Linked DNA regions of Mus musculus: region 1 is linked to region 2. A link is a contact called in public HiCAR-type data. All regions are on one chromosome and are shown on one strand. The core of a region is the stretch at or near the end of the contact, and the rest is flanking DNA. Distances in the headings are between cores, read along the strand shown. Region 1 has its middle 100 kb from the start of Arhgap20. Region 2 has its middle 81 kb from the start of 1810046K07Rik.

Region 1 (6,663 bases), core at 1,517-4,016, 250 kb before region 2:
TTATAGTGTCAGTTAATTCTCATGAGAATTCTGTACCTCCCAAATCAAAACCTATGTTTTACCACAGACAAACACAAGGCATACTAGGATTCTATCTGCCCCAGATCACACAGCTAATGTGCAGAGGGGGTGGGATTTATACTCTGATGAATTGCACGTGAAGCCAAGACTCGAAAGAAAAAACAACTAGGAAGAGTCGCTTTCTTTTTGCTTTGTGACGTTAAGGTTTGGGTCTCCTGAGTACTAGGCAAAGCCCTCTGCCCACTGCGCTTCATCTAAGTCACCCATTCTGACCTTTAACAGAAAATCCTTAATCCTGGCCCCCTCCACACCTGGAATTATAGGCCTGCACAACTAGATCCGGATCATGCTTTTTCTAAGACAGTTTTCTTGGGCTGCTACAGAAGGAGAGATTGATAAGAAGATATTGATAAGGAGACGTTGGTAAAGGTGCCTAAATGAGACTATTTCTTGATAAGTCATCTTTGGAACTTAGGCACTCATAATACATCTGAAGAGGCCAGGAAGTCCTGCAGTAAAGTGACCAACTTAACACATAAAACTGCTTAATTACACGAACCCAGAAGTCTGCAAACCCAGTTGAAAGCAGTGCACCTTTTGTGGCAGGCATCCACTAACACCTACACATATAAAGGCTGGGACACAATGCGGGAGACATTGTGCTCACCCAGGCTGCTTCCTGGCTAGGCCGACTGCCCTCAATGCTGGTCCCTCCTCTCTCTTCTTTACATAGTTTCCAAATGCTTCGTAAAGATGACAAATGCATCTTATCTCTCTCCACCCCAGGCCATTCTGGATTCATTCATGCCAGAAATTACTTAATCTGCCTTCCTAGCAGGGTCATCTCTCCTCCTTCTACACATTTTGAAACTAAGTAAGGCAGAGATTAATCAAAGCCCAACCTGTTTATTCAGGTTCCCAGAGAGGCAAACACTATATTTTCATCTCAAAGCCCCCACTCATCCAGCATAACCCTTTGCTTGAACAAACATTTTCATGAGGCCCCACGTAGTAACCAAGCCAAAGGAATTGGTCACTTCCTCCAGAAAGCATTTGATATCATGTAGATGCACCGTGTTTCGAAAATGTTGTAATCCCTGGGCAGAAGATCCAAAGAAAAAAGGACGAATCATCCCAAAAGTTGGGAGGAAAAAAATATTTTGGTAAGAGGTTGTTGCTCACTAAACACCAAGCACTTAAAAATAAAAACAATTGTGTGTACAGTCTAAGCATTGGACGGTTTCTTAAGTTCTAACAGCATTCGGTTTCCTTCCAGATGCCTCGGTTGTATAGATAGAGCTAGGGTGTTGCTGGCCAATGTCTTCCTATCAGTTAGATTCATTCAGTGTGGCTTACATGAATCTGGGTGTTCTATATTCCATAGGCAGGCTCTCCTAGTTAGCTCAAGGTCAGGAATATTTAGCTATAATTGCTATATTTTAAATGCCAAATGAAATGGTAAACACACACACTCTCTCTCTCTCTCTCTCTCTCTCTCTATCTTTCTTTCTTTCTCTCTCAAAAGAACTGTGTAGTTAAAATTCACTAAAGATATAAACTTCTGTTTCAATCCCTTTTACTGTTAACTACTAAACTTACACATTTAGGTACCCTGGGAAGATTTGAATGGAGAATTGAGGAACCCAAGTTTTACCATTTGGAGTGTAGGATATTAGCAAAACCTGTGAACCCCTCCTGACATGAGCAATTTAAAACCATGAAGGGAGATGCAAGCTGGCAAATTATGAGATCAACAATTGACCCAGAGTCCCGAGAGAGAATATAGAAAATATGCATCTAAGATCAGACGAAAGAAGTCAACACCAAGTTGGTAAGAAAAATTAGACTCTCAGAGGACCTGATTCTCTCTGTACTGTTTTTGCCAATAGCCCTGGATCAGCCATCCCTTTGGGGTGTGGCCACTGATGCTAAGAGCTGAAGCCAAGAATAGCTCCATCTGTTATGTTTCTGGTCACTCTGCCTTTTCTACTTCAGAGAAGGCAAATGTGATTTAATTTTATAGTTTCTTAAAGCTCAGTTGGGCCAGAGAATTTATAAAGAACCAAATACATGGAGGCCCAAACAGGAGTGTTGCTGTGAGTTCAAGGTCAGCCTGGGCTACATAATGAGTCCTGGGCTAGCCTGAACCACTGGCTCCAAAAAAACAATACAATGCAGCAAAAGTGATAATGGAAAGGAACCAAGAGGTGCAGAACAAACATGTGTTTCTTAAATGAGAACAAAATTACATGTTGTCTATCAGCTGGATTAGTAAAAAAGTGATATAAGCCACACCACATATGGATGGTACCACTGCATGCTATGATAATCACCAGGGTCAGCTCACCAGCAAGGCTGTCATGAGTCCAGTATAATGAAGGGGCTGAGCCATGCTGCCGTATGCTTTTGGCTGAGAAGGCAGACCATCCTTGTAATTAAGGATACTGTAGAATTTGCTTTCATTGGACAAACCTGAGTTTGCTCTCTCTTTGGAGAGAGCAGCATCTGTGAGCACATTTTTGTTTTTTTCTTTTTCATGGGTATTTGGCTGGCTTTTTGATGCACAACTTACTGAAGTCTGCTATCATAGCGTCCCAGAGCCAAAAAGATCCCCAAGGGCTGTGGAGGCTGCATGTCCATGCTGTACACAAACAGGGTCATGACAGTCACATCTGGCCATGGCAGCTCATTTATACAGCTGCAGTACAGAAACCCCCGCTTCGCTGGACTTGCTGTGTCAAACATTCCACAGAGCCCTAGCCTAAGAGAGATGCAAGGATCCCCTGCACAACACTGGGTCCTACCCATCCAGGTTATTCACGGGTGCCCAGACCATGCTGTGTTTTACGATTGCGGAGGAACCACAGTTTGCTGTGACCCTAGAATATTCTCATCTAATGGCATCATGCCTGAGTTTCCAGCCAGTGGAGCTCATCTTCTGGGTACAGGGAGTGCTTTTTCAGCCTTTTTTGTCCTTTTAGCACAAAGAACCCTTTTATACATCAAAACATTTTACAGATCTCCCACATAACAGTTATATTTTTAGTTTCTAGTGACTGCAAGAAGAAGCAACACAGAAAAATATCTATTAGAAATCTTAGTGGTGCTTTTAGATGGATCCATAGCTAATAAACTATATTGTCTCTATCCTTTTGAAGAACAGTCACCTATATATTTAAGGGCTGTGTTAGGCCTGGTGATAAACATGGATTCCAGGATTCCTAGATCCACAGTAGCATTCCATATTTTCATCTCTGACACACTTTTATCAAGATTTACGACCCACTGACCGGGACCACCATGCTGACCTCTGTTAATGTTTTATAAACTCATGTTCAGGGGAATGCTAATTCAAGGAACAAAATAAGCTTGCAAAGAAAAGGAAGTTTGAGGAAAGTTTCGTTAAGTCACTTCTCCTAGTGAACAAAGACACAAAAAAATTCTCAATAAATGACTTGCAAAGCACATTTAGCACTACATCACAATTGTTATGTATCATGACAGAGTTGGTTTTATGCCAAGCATATAAGGATAGTTTACCTATACAAATCAATAAACATAATATAGCCTATGGCAATTAATTACATAACCATCTCAATAGATAACAGCAAGTACTTTAGACAAAATTTAAATCCCTTTATGAAGGAAGACTTGAGAAACAAGGAACTGAAGGAGTGTATCTCAAGCTAAAAATGACTACATATAACAAGTCTTTTGCTAATATCATAACAAAATGGGAAAACTGAGGCAATTTCTTCTAGCATCAGAAAAAAACAAATGATGCCCAATTTCCTCACTGTGCTGGATGTTGCTCCAAGTTGGGGTTGCCAGAGAAAGAAGACAAACACAGAACATACACACACACACACACACACACACACACACACACACACACACACACACACAGAGAGAGAGAGAGAGGGGGGGGGGATTATCACTGGGTAGACTCAGATCTCTGTTGGAGAAAGCTCAACCAAAAGCTCAGCATATTTATTATATACCAACTCAAAATGCATATGAAAGTCCAAAATAACCTGAATGACCAAAGAAATCCTGGAGTCATCACAACACCTGATTTCAAGTTATATTATAAAGCTATTAGTAACAAAATACAGCCTGGGGCTGGCACAAAACAGATCCATATGCCAGTGGAATATTGATAACCTAGAACCAAAGCCACATAGATGTATGCACCTCATTTTTGACACAGGTATAAAAAACACATTGGAGAAAAAGACAGCCTCTTTAACAAACTGTTGTTGGGAAACTGAATCTTCACAGGTAAAAGAGTAAAATTAGACTCATCTCTTTCACCCTGAATAAAAATCAATTAAGTATGGATCAAAGGTGTCAAGATAAGATTGCTTGGATAACCAACAGCTAGATACTAGATAGCCACAGGTAAAAACCAAACACTATTGGTCTAAAACAAAGAAGCAAACAAAAAAACAAAATAAAAAACAAACAAAATGAAAAAAACAGCTCTCAATGGAATGACTCCTGATGGTCTTCTGTTGTACTCATCGATCTGTGGCCTGACGAGCCATCATCAGAGAGGCTCCCTCAAGCAGCAGATGGGAACACATGCAGAGAGCATGGCCAAGCATTTTGTGGAGAGAGAGTCTAAATGGGAAGAAGTCTTCATCAAATTCTGCCCCTCAGAGCTCAGGGAATCCCACAGCAGAAGAGGTAGAAAGATTCTAATATCCAGAGAAAGTGGAGAACACCAGGAGTATAAGGCTCTCTGAGTCAAATAAACAAGGCCCAGTTGAGGTCACAGAGACTGAAACAATAAGCACAGGACTTGCATGGGTCTGCCAAATCCTCTGTGCATATGGTATAGCTGCTAGCTTGGTTCCCCCCCCCCCCCCGCCACCCCCCAGACAGGGTTTCTGCCAAGAGCCATCTAGGAAAGGTTAAAAACTACCAGGTGATCTCTCTGAGATAGTTCTGCCATAGACTGCCAATCTATAATGGGTTTACTCCTCTAGACAAGGCTGAGGAGATTATATCTGAGGAACAATTCCTGCTATTAATATGCATTTCCTGTTATTAAATATATAATACTCACTAGGTATTGGCCCACCTTTTGAGCAGATTTCTGTAGACTCACGAAGATGTACTATTTTGTAGTGATGCTATATTGACAAATAGATTATGATTCTATAGAATTCTTGATTTGATTCAAATAATTTTAGGAAGAGAGTTTTTAGAGATGGTTGTAGTTGTGAGAAAGATGTAATAAAGTTAGAATCAAGAATAGAATGTGCCCACTCCTCAGAATAGTAAGTAAAGGCTACATAATAAGAAACACAATTAGCTTTCATAATTACACTAAAAAGAGAAATAGACTTGGGATAATTTTGTGTTCAAGGAAAAGCATTTAGGTTCAAGGATAAAGTCATAGGTTTGCACTATGATAAGGCAAGGCCATGTAAAAACTGTTGCTTTGAACTTATAATGAGCATATTATAAAGAAACATTGCTTTGAACTTAGTTATCAACATCCTTCTGTAACTCTCATTCTATGTAAAATTTTATCTCTGATGTAATTTTCTACAGAACTTTTTGTCTAAGAAGATATAAAAGCCTAGAGAAAAGAAATAAAATTGTTGGTTGACTTGTTTGGCTTGGGGAGTTCTGCCCCATCCATCCATCCATCCATCCATCCATCCATCCATCTGTCCATCCAAATATGTATGTATGTTTGTCTATGCTTGTGTGTAAGTATATGTGTATGTATGTAAGCATGCATGAATACGTGTGGAGTTGATTGTGACAGACGGTCGGGCCAGGCCAAAGAGTGGGTGTGTGAATGTTTGAATGTATGTGTCTGTGCATATTTGCTTGTATAAAGCATCCTAATTCTTTTCCTTTCCTTCCTCCCTGGTTCACAAAGAGTTAACCAGCATAACCAGAGAGGCTTCTGGCTGATTCACCAGAGAAAGGAGCATCAGCAATAAATCCTTTCACTTAACCTCCAGTACCTCCCACTGAGTACTGCAGTTTCTGCCCTCAGAGTGACTCAGCAGGTCAGCTACCACTACAAAGTAACTTAGATTTAAGACAGGCAAACTTTTATTATAGAAAAAGGCAACCCTAAGTATTTCACAAGACTAAGTCTTGCACCAGCAAACCTCTTCTCCCTAGGTTTACCTCAAGAGAGAACCAAGAAAGAACAGCAGGGGCTGGCCCCTGGCCGGACTCTGTGTAACAGCCCTGGCTGTCCTGGAACTTATTCTGTAAACCAGGCTGGCCTCAAACTTACAGAGATCCACCATCCTCTGCCTCCTGAGTGCTGGGATTAGAGTCATGTGACACCACCGCTCAGCTTAGTATTTTATGGGACTCCTGACTGTGAGAATGAGTCTCTGACTCTATTGCCTGCTCTCAGGACTCTTTTTCTCCTGTTGGGTCGCTGTGTCCCACTTCGATGTGATAGTTTTTGCTTCATCCTATTATTATTATTTTTAACATATAAGTCTTTTATTCTCCCAAAAGAGCCCAAATTGTTCTTGTGATCAGGATCTCGTTTCTGGAGCCAGGAACTGAGGCCTCCTCACTCCTCAGCCTGCTGCACAGTTCCCTTCTCAGACACATAGATGCCGTCCAAAAACTTCCAGATATCCTTGTTTTTAACTG
Region 2 (6,593 bases), core at 3,777-6,276:
ATTTCCAAATAATCCATCTGTTTTCAGCTAGAGTCTACACTTCTTACTTTTCCAGATACCTGTGGTCTCAAATTCCTGAGCCTTTTTGGAGTTCTGCAGATCAGATCTGTTTGCTTTTATTGGCTGTCCATGCTACAAGCTTAGATTTCTGCCTTTTGGGGTCAGTAAAGTCAGTTCCCCTCTCATCCCTCCAAACTCCTGCTTCCAATCTAAGATCAATATACTCATGGCCTTGTGGCCTTGTAAATGTATGCCCTTTAAAAAAAATCTCTGTTGTCATTCTAATGAGGCTTGGAGATGAGGAAAGGGAAACACAAAAGTGTCTGTGCCCACCTGGAACAGTACCTTTCATTTTATTAAACAATTTAGTATGTTTTTATTCACATGATATTTGGATATTGTTTAAGTGAAAAGCAATTTCTTAAATAACTATTGTGGTTCGAAGCAGAGGCACTCCTAATCACTGATCTCCATTTTCACTCTGTAATGGTTTTTTAAAAAGCTGCCTTTTGATAAAATTGTATTAGTAACAGGATCTATCTCACAGTAAAGATTTCATGAGACAATTTATCAAAACTATCCAAATAATAATAAGTCAAATGTGTTTTTATCAGGTAATAACTTAATGTCTTTACAGGGCTAAAGTAATCTTTTTCCTTATGTTCAGAACATTTACCTTGCCCATCTGAAGAAGCTCTACCATTTCACCAATTTGTATTCAAACCCATCAAATTAACAGTTACTATAATGGGACAACTAGGCGATAAAGTCTATCATTTGTGATTTTGTTTCGTTTTTGTTTTGTTCCAATAATGAGTAGAGGGTAAGAAGAAAATGAAAAAGAGAACATATGGGATGCTAAGGTTCAGCGTGAGACAGAAGAACATCAGCAAGAGATCTGGAAGAAGATTCTCAGGGTCCAGTTATGGGTTCAGTTATGTACCCTATAATTTCCTATCTAGGACATCAGGATAACATCCCAGCAGTCCTAAGGTACAAGATGTACTTAGAATATCAACACTTTGGAAAAAATGGCGGGCATGGTATTTCCATTTGGCAAAGATCAAGATTCTCTTTCTACTTTTGATATGAAGCAGAATCCATACCCTTATATACAGATGCTAAAAGCCTATTGCTACACAAGCCTAGTGATACCTGCCCACAATCCCTAGGAGGGATGAAGCAGGAGAATTACAAGTTCAAGACCAGCTTCCAACTTAGTAAGACCCTGTCCCAAATACACAGTAAGAAGTGTACTTAGTACTTAGTAGCTCAACAGAAGAATGGTGTAGGCCCTCATTCAGTCCTCAACACCAAATATTAATTGACTAGTTAGTAAATTAAATTAAATAAAAAGTTTTTATACTACCTGTCACATTAAATTGCAAGTAAGGCAAAAATGTGTCATAAGTTCTATCAGAGAGGGTCACTCTATCTCTGCAATGAGCAAGACTGAGGCTAAAGGAGCAACAATAACAATGGCTAGTGGGAACTTCTGGCTGACAATCATAATGGTTCTGCAAATGCTGCTACCCAGCACCCAAAATCCAGCAAGATAGACAGGTACCATTTCAGCATCTCTGCTGGGATCCAGCACAAGGGACACAGCCTCACTAGCTGAGATGAATGAAGTGATTCGCCAGGATTTGTAATGACAGTGGTCATTACCTGCTGAGAGGTGCTGTGGAGTGGCCACTGTTTAAATGTTTGATCTATAATAAGCTGACTCATCCCGCTAACTCTATGAGGCAGAATCAGTAAGATCTCCACTTTAAAGAAAAGGAAACTAGGGTGTGGAAAGGCTATGGTACTTTGCTCTCAAATGCCTACTTAGTAAGCTACAGAGCATGTCTCATTGGTTTCCAAGTTTATTCTCTAAACTATCATGTCTCAGGGAAGTCACAAAACAAGAGGCTTTCCCTACTAGCCAAAGGAACCTGTCACTTCACTGCCTTTGTAAGCCCAGGGGGTGGAGGTGACTTCTCACTTGACCCTTCTCACTCACTTCTGGACTCTGATGTTGAAGACTGAGATTCTTTCACTGTTCCTTATGGAGTGCAAGTGGATATTTGAAGTCTGGAAGAAGTAGGTACAGTCTAAATCATGGCTGGATGTGACGAGATTCAGAGACTCTGGGGTCTTGAAAAAAAATATATATATATACCCTAATGGTCTTTTTTTTTCCTGATTGTAAAGCCTTCTCCACTGTGTTCAGTCTGCCCAGCCCCATTCCTGAAGCACCTTCCTGCATGACCAAGTCGCATCTTAAAACCAGAATCTAAGTTGATTGTGGTATTGCTGAGTTGTAGCTCCAATAAGGACTTTGGCTTTGTTTACAGATTCTCCCTAAGGAACACGTGTTACTTATTCCATTTGGAGAAGAACATGTTTTTAAAATGTGTTCTTAATCAGATAGCTAATTCTTGGTCCTTCGTAGTTTCTAAATATTCAATTTTATAATTATTTATTTTTAATCTGGCTCCTTCAAATGATATTTTACTTACAAAAGATCCAAACTATCCTAGGCTATCTATACTATCAGTAGGCACAGAGCTTTGTTGAAGGCAGTCAGAGCCTATATACAAGTCCCCTAAAAGTTTCCAAACAACTTGTCACAGCATAGATATCCTATAGATGGTTTCATGAGAACAGCAATCTTCCTTCAGTGTCTACATAAACAGCAGGAAACCATGCCCAAGCCCCAGAGCCAAACCCAAACTCTCATTTCCTAGCTTGAGATGCTGTATTTTTGTTTTTCTAAAAGGGATTGTCCAGCTGGCTTTGTGACTGCCCTGGTTGCTGTCTCAAACCCTTTTTCTATTTTACAAATTCAGAAGAGTTGGTGATCATTCTGTCTTTGTTAAGACAGGAAATTCATGCTTCCCACGAGGAGTTGTCTTTTAGGCCTGACCTAGATAAAAACTAAATGCCCTCCCTGCCTCTGGATTCTTACATTCCTCTGGACTCTTAGAACAGCAGCAAATGCCTAGGAAGGAAGTGTGCTTTAGCGTGGGGTGCAATGAATTTCTGAGTCTTCTTTAATTAAAAAGGGATTTGGGGAATTTATTTTACCAAGATCCTCAGATAAGTCACAGAACACTTTTTTTTTAATACATGATCTTGTTACCAAGATCACTGGGAGATATTATTAAGGGTTTCATAAATATTTAGAGAATGACAAAGAATGTTAATGATGCAGGACAGAAAAGTTCCCTTCCCCTTAAAAATAATTCAGACTAATGGAAGACCTTGAAAGACATTGCAAGCATTTCATTCCAAGCCTTGAGCACATGATCTGAGGAGGGGCTGCCAGATAGAAGCCCCTCATTAACCTCTTTTATGCTTCAATCACGGCCTTGCCTATCAAATGAAATCCAAGAGGGATGACCTGTAGGGCATCTTTCCCAGACCATCTACGTGTGTTCATAAAGCCGTATGAGAAGATGCCAATGCCGTCAACTCTCGGAACTTCTGATATTTTCATCAGAAGAGTTTTCGTAGTGGCTGGCGATTAACTGCATGATACCATCTCTGTCTGTCATGAACTCATGTGCACAGACAAGTATTTATGCCAATCACTTTACCTGGCCATCAGGTCAACAAGACTATCACCTAAGCCCTGCCAGTTACAGGATCATTGTAAATCATGCCCTGCCCCTGAAAGCCACAGGATTTTCATTATAATACATGATAATAAAAGAAACAATGATAAGATCTGATGCATTATTACTATTGGGGGCTTTATTTGGTAATCTCTTGAGACTGAAGTGGAGATACATGAGAGAGAAAATTTATCCTCAAAACTGGTAACATTCTTTATAGTAGCTGATGGAAAGAAATTGTCACCCCTTGGAAAAAGAAAACCTTCTATTCTAGTTTGCTTTCTATTGCAGTGATAAAACACCATGACCCAAAGCAACTTTAGGAGAAAAGGTTTATCTAGCTTATAGTTGTATTCCATCACAAAGAGAAGTGAGGGCACCAACCAAGACAGGAATCTGGAGGTAGAAACTGAAGCAGAAGCCACAGAAGAACGCTGCTTATGGGTTTGCTCCCCATGACCCACTCAGCCTGGTTTTTTGTCTGTTTGCTTTTTCACAATCCAAGACCTCTAGTTAGATAGACCCTCCCACATCAACCTATAAGAAATCTGATGGAGGCATTTCCTCAGTTGATGGTCCCTATCCTAGATGAGCCTAGCTTATGTCAAGTTGGTAAAAACTAACTAGCACATCTTCCATAAATAATGCTACCAAATTCCATGAGTAAATTACATAAATACCATAGATTGTTTAGGCTACCTCAAAACATAACAGTATCCCCTATCATAAATAACAATATAGATCGAATGACTTAAGCAAATATATATGTGTGTGTGTGTGTGTGTGTGTGTGTGTGTGTGTGTGTGTGTATAAAATAGCTGTAAAGTCAAGAAGTCCAAGATCAGAGTGCCATCACAGTTGGATCCTGGAGAGGAGATTCTTCCTAAACTCAACACAATATCTTCTTAGTGTCCTCATGTGCCAAGGAGGAGGACAGGTACAGGGAGAGATCTCTATACTCTCTTCTTATAAGGACACTGGTCTTAAAATGTGGGTCCCACCCTCATGATTCTATTTAAATCTAATTATCGTCTATAGTCCTCATCTCCAAATACTTTGATGTAAGGTGAGAGCTTTAGCCTTTGAAGTGGGACTGGTAGAGGATGGGGCAGCAACAATTCAATCCACAGCAACTTATTTGGCAAGAAGCAGAGACTCTAAGTGTACATGTGAATTAAGACATTAAAAAAGGGTTATTAAAGTGTTTAATATTAGGAGGGTCTTAGCACTTAAGAAAAAATTATGATCCAATCTAATGATTGATTGGTAGTGGTGTGTGTAGGGTACAAGAAATCAAACAGAAAAAAAAATGTGAGAAGCAGGGAGAGAATGATCATCTAGTGAGACAGACAACAGAGCAAGCCGGGAGAACATTCCTTTGAATAGGGATTGCCCAATATTCAAGCCTAAGTCTGTTTACACTTGTTTTAGTGAACACTCCTCCCACTCACCCCTGTTTCTCAAAGTCCCAGTTGATTTTGCAGCACACAAATGTGCTCTGTGGAGCAATTCTTACTAAGTACAGTACTTAAGGAAAGGACCTAGGTTTAAACTCTAGCTTTCTATGAGCCAGAGATAAATGTAAGCTGGAAAGAGCATCCATGAAAGTAGAAAATTACCCATTACCCCCTAGATCGGTGCATCTCAAACCCTCATCTGAGAAGCTTCTGTTTGCAGTAGATGTTGACTAACACAGACCTGCAACTGACTGAGGTAAAAAAATAAGTGACCATAATTCTGAGTCCCAAGTGGAACATATATACCAAACCCCTCTCCCCAGGGCTTAGGGACCACTGCAGAACAGAAGGCAGAAAAAATGTAAGAGGCAGAGGCAGTGGATGAGTAGGCAACCCTGTCATAGGGACACAGAGGAACAGCTGCACATATGAACCCACAGCAGTTTTGACAGCAGTCACAAGGTCTATGCAACTCATGTTCAACCAAATCCCAGAATGCAGAGGGGAGCACGCACATAATCCCATCCCAAGCCCAGGAAATACTAACAATTGTGAGCTGCTGAGAAAGGAAGGGTTGGTTTTCTCTAGGAACACAGACCCCAGTAAGTCAACCATGCTTCAGTGGAAGACTACACATTCAAAAATACTCAAGCAACACAAATTGGCCTTGGTGGGAAAAACAAAAAGACATAAAGTTGGATGGATGGGAAAGGGACATGGATGTAGAAAGAGTTTGTGGATGGGGTGAATATGCTCAAAATATACTGTGTAAAATTCTAAAAGAACTAAGAATTTTAAAAAGAAAGGGAGGGAGGTAAAGAGAGAGAGGAAAGAAGGGAGAAAAGAAAGAAAGAAGGGAAGAAAGAAAGAGAGAGAGAAAAGAGAGAGAGAAGGGAGGGAGCGAGGGAGGGAGGGAGGGAGGGAGGGAGGGAGGGAGAGAGGGAGAGAGGGAGAGGGAGAGGGGGGAGAGAGAGAGAGAGAGAGAGAGAGAGAGAGAGAGAGAGAGAGAGAGAGAGAGAGAGAGAGAAACTGGAAAAGATAGGTGACTTGAAGATTGTGTCTTCTCTTATAGACACAATCAGAAATCAATACTTACCTGACTTGCAAGAAACAGAGTTCCCTCAGCTAACAGAGGGTAAGCAGGAAAAATATTACAGGTATTTTATTCAATGTGGATGAATATGAAGATATAATCAGGACAGGCTAGGTGGAAAACAGAAATCCTTCCCTGAATATTCTACAGCTGTGTCTCAACTTTCAATTTTCTCCTAAGGAATTCCCAGAGAGGCAGCTGCCACATCAGCTGTTCTGTGTGTCTCCTCCTAGTGTTATCAAGAACACTTAAAGGATCTTTTCCAAAATTAACATACGCATAGAGTTTGTTTGTTTGTTTGTTTGTTTGTTTGAGGGTGGGAGAAAAAGAAGAACGTCTAAATAATTGTCTTTTCTTATCCTTATATGATCTAATATGAACAAGTGTTTGCAAAACGCTTCTTCTTCAGAGGTATGTGTCACTCCTCCAAGTCCTCATGAA

Evidence for each region. HiCAR-type assays count read pairs that join an accessible place to other places.
Region 1: a contact with region 2 is called in a HiCAR-type map of fibro-adipogenic progenitors, with 4 times the contacts expected there. The contact joins two enhancer-like sites. A contact is called at or near these places in 6 of 484 Hi-C or Micro-C datasets (adipose-derived mesenchymal stem cells, nephron progenitors and uterus) and 1 of 115 datasets of contacts at active chromatin or transcription factors (fibro-adipogenic progenitors).

The regions. Positions count from the first base shown.
Region 1 is chr9:51,657,379-51,664,041 of GRCm38.p6, reverse strand. It overlaps the pseudogene Gm8959. Among named protein-coding and RNA genes, the nearest start is that of Arhgap20, 100 kb to the left of the region's middle. Within about 2 kb of position 2,766, at least 17 of the 459 cell types and tissues checked have an H3K27ac peak or open chromatin away from gene starts, as enhancers often do. A contact at or near this core is called in fibro-adipogenic progenitors and uterus, where this site is marked.
Region 2 is chr9:51,406,609-51,413,201 of GRCm38.p6, reverse strand. No RefSeq gene overlaps it. Among named protein-coding and RNA genes, the nearest start is that of 1810046K07Rik, 81 kb to the right of the region's middle. Within about 2 kb of position 5,026, at least 14 of the 459 cell types and tissues checked have an H3K27ac peak or open chromatin away from gene starts, as enhancers often do. A contact at or near this core is called in fibro-adipogenic progenitors and uterus, where this site is marked.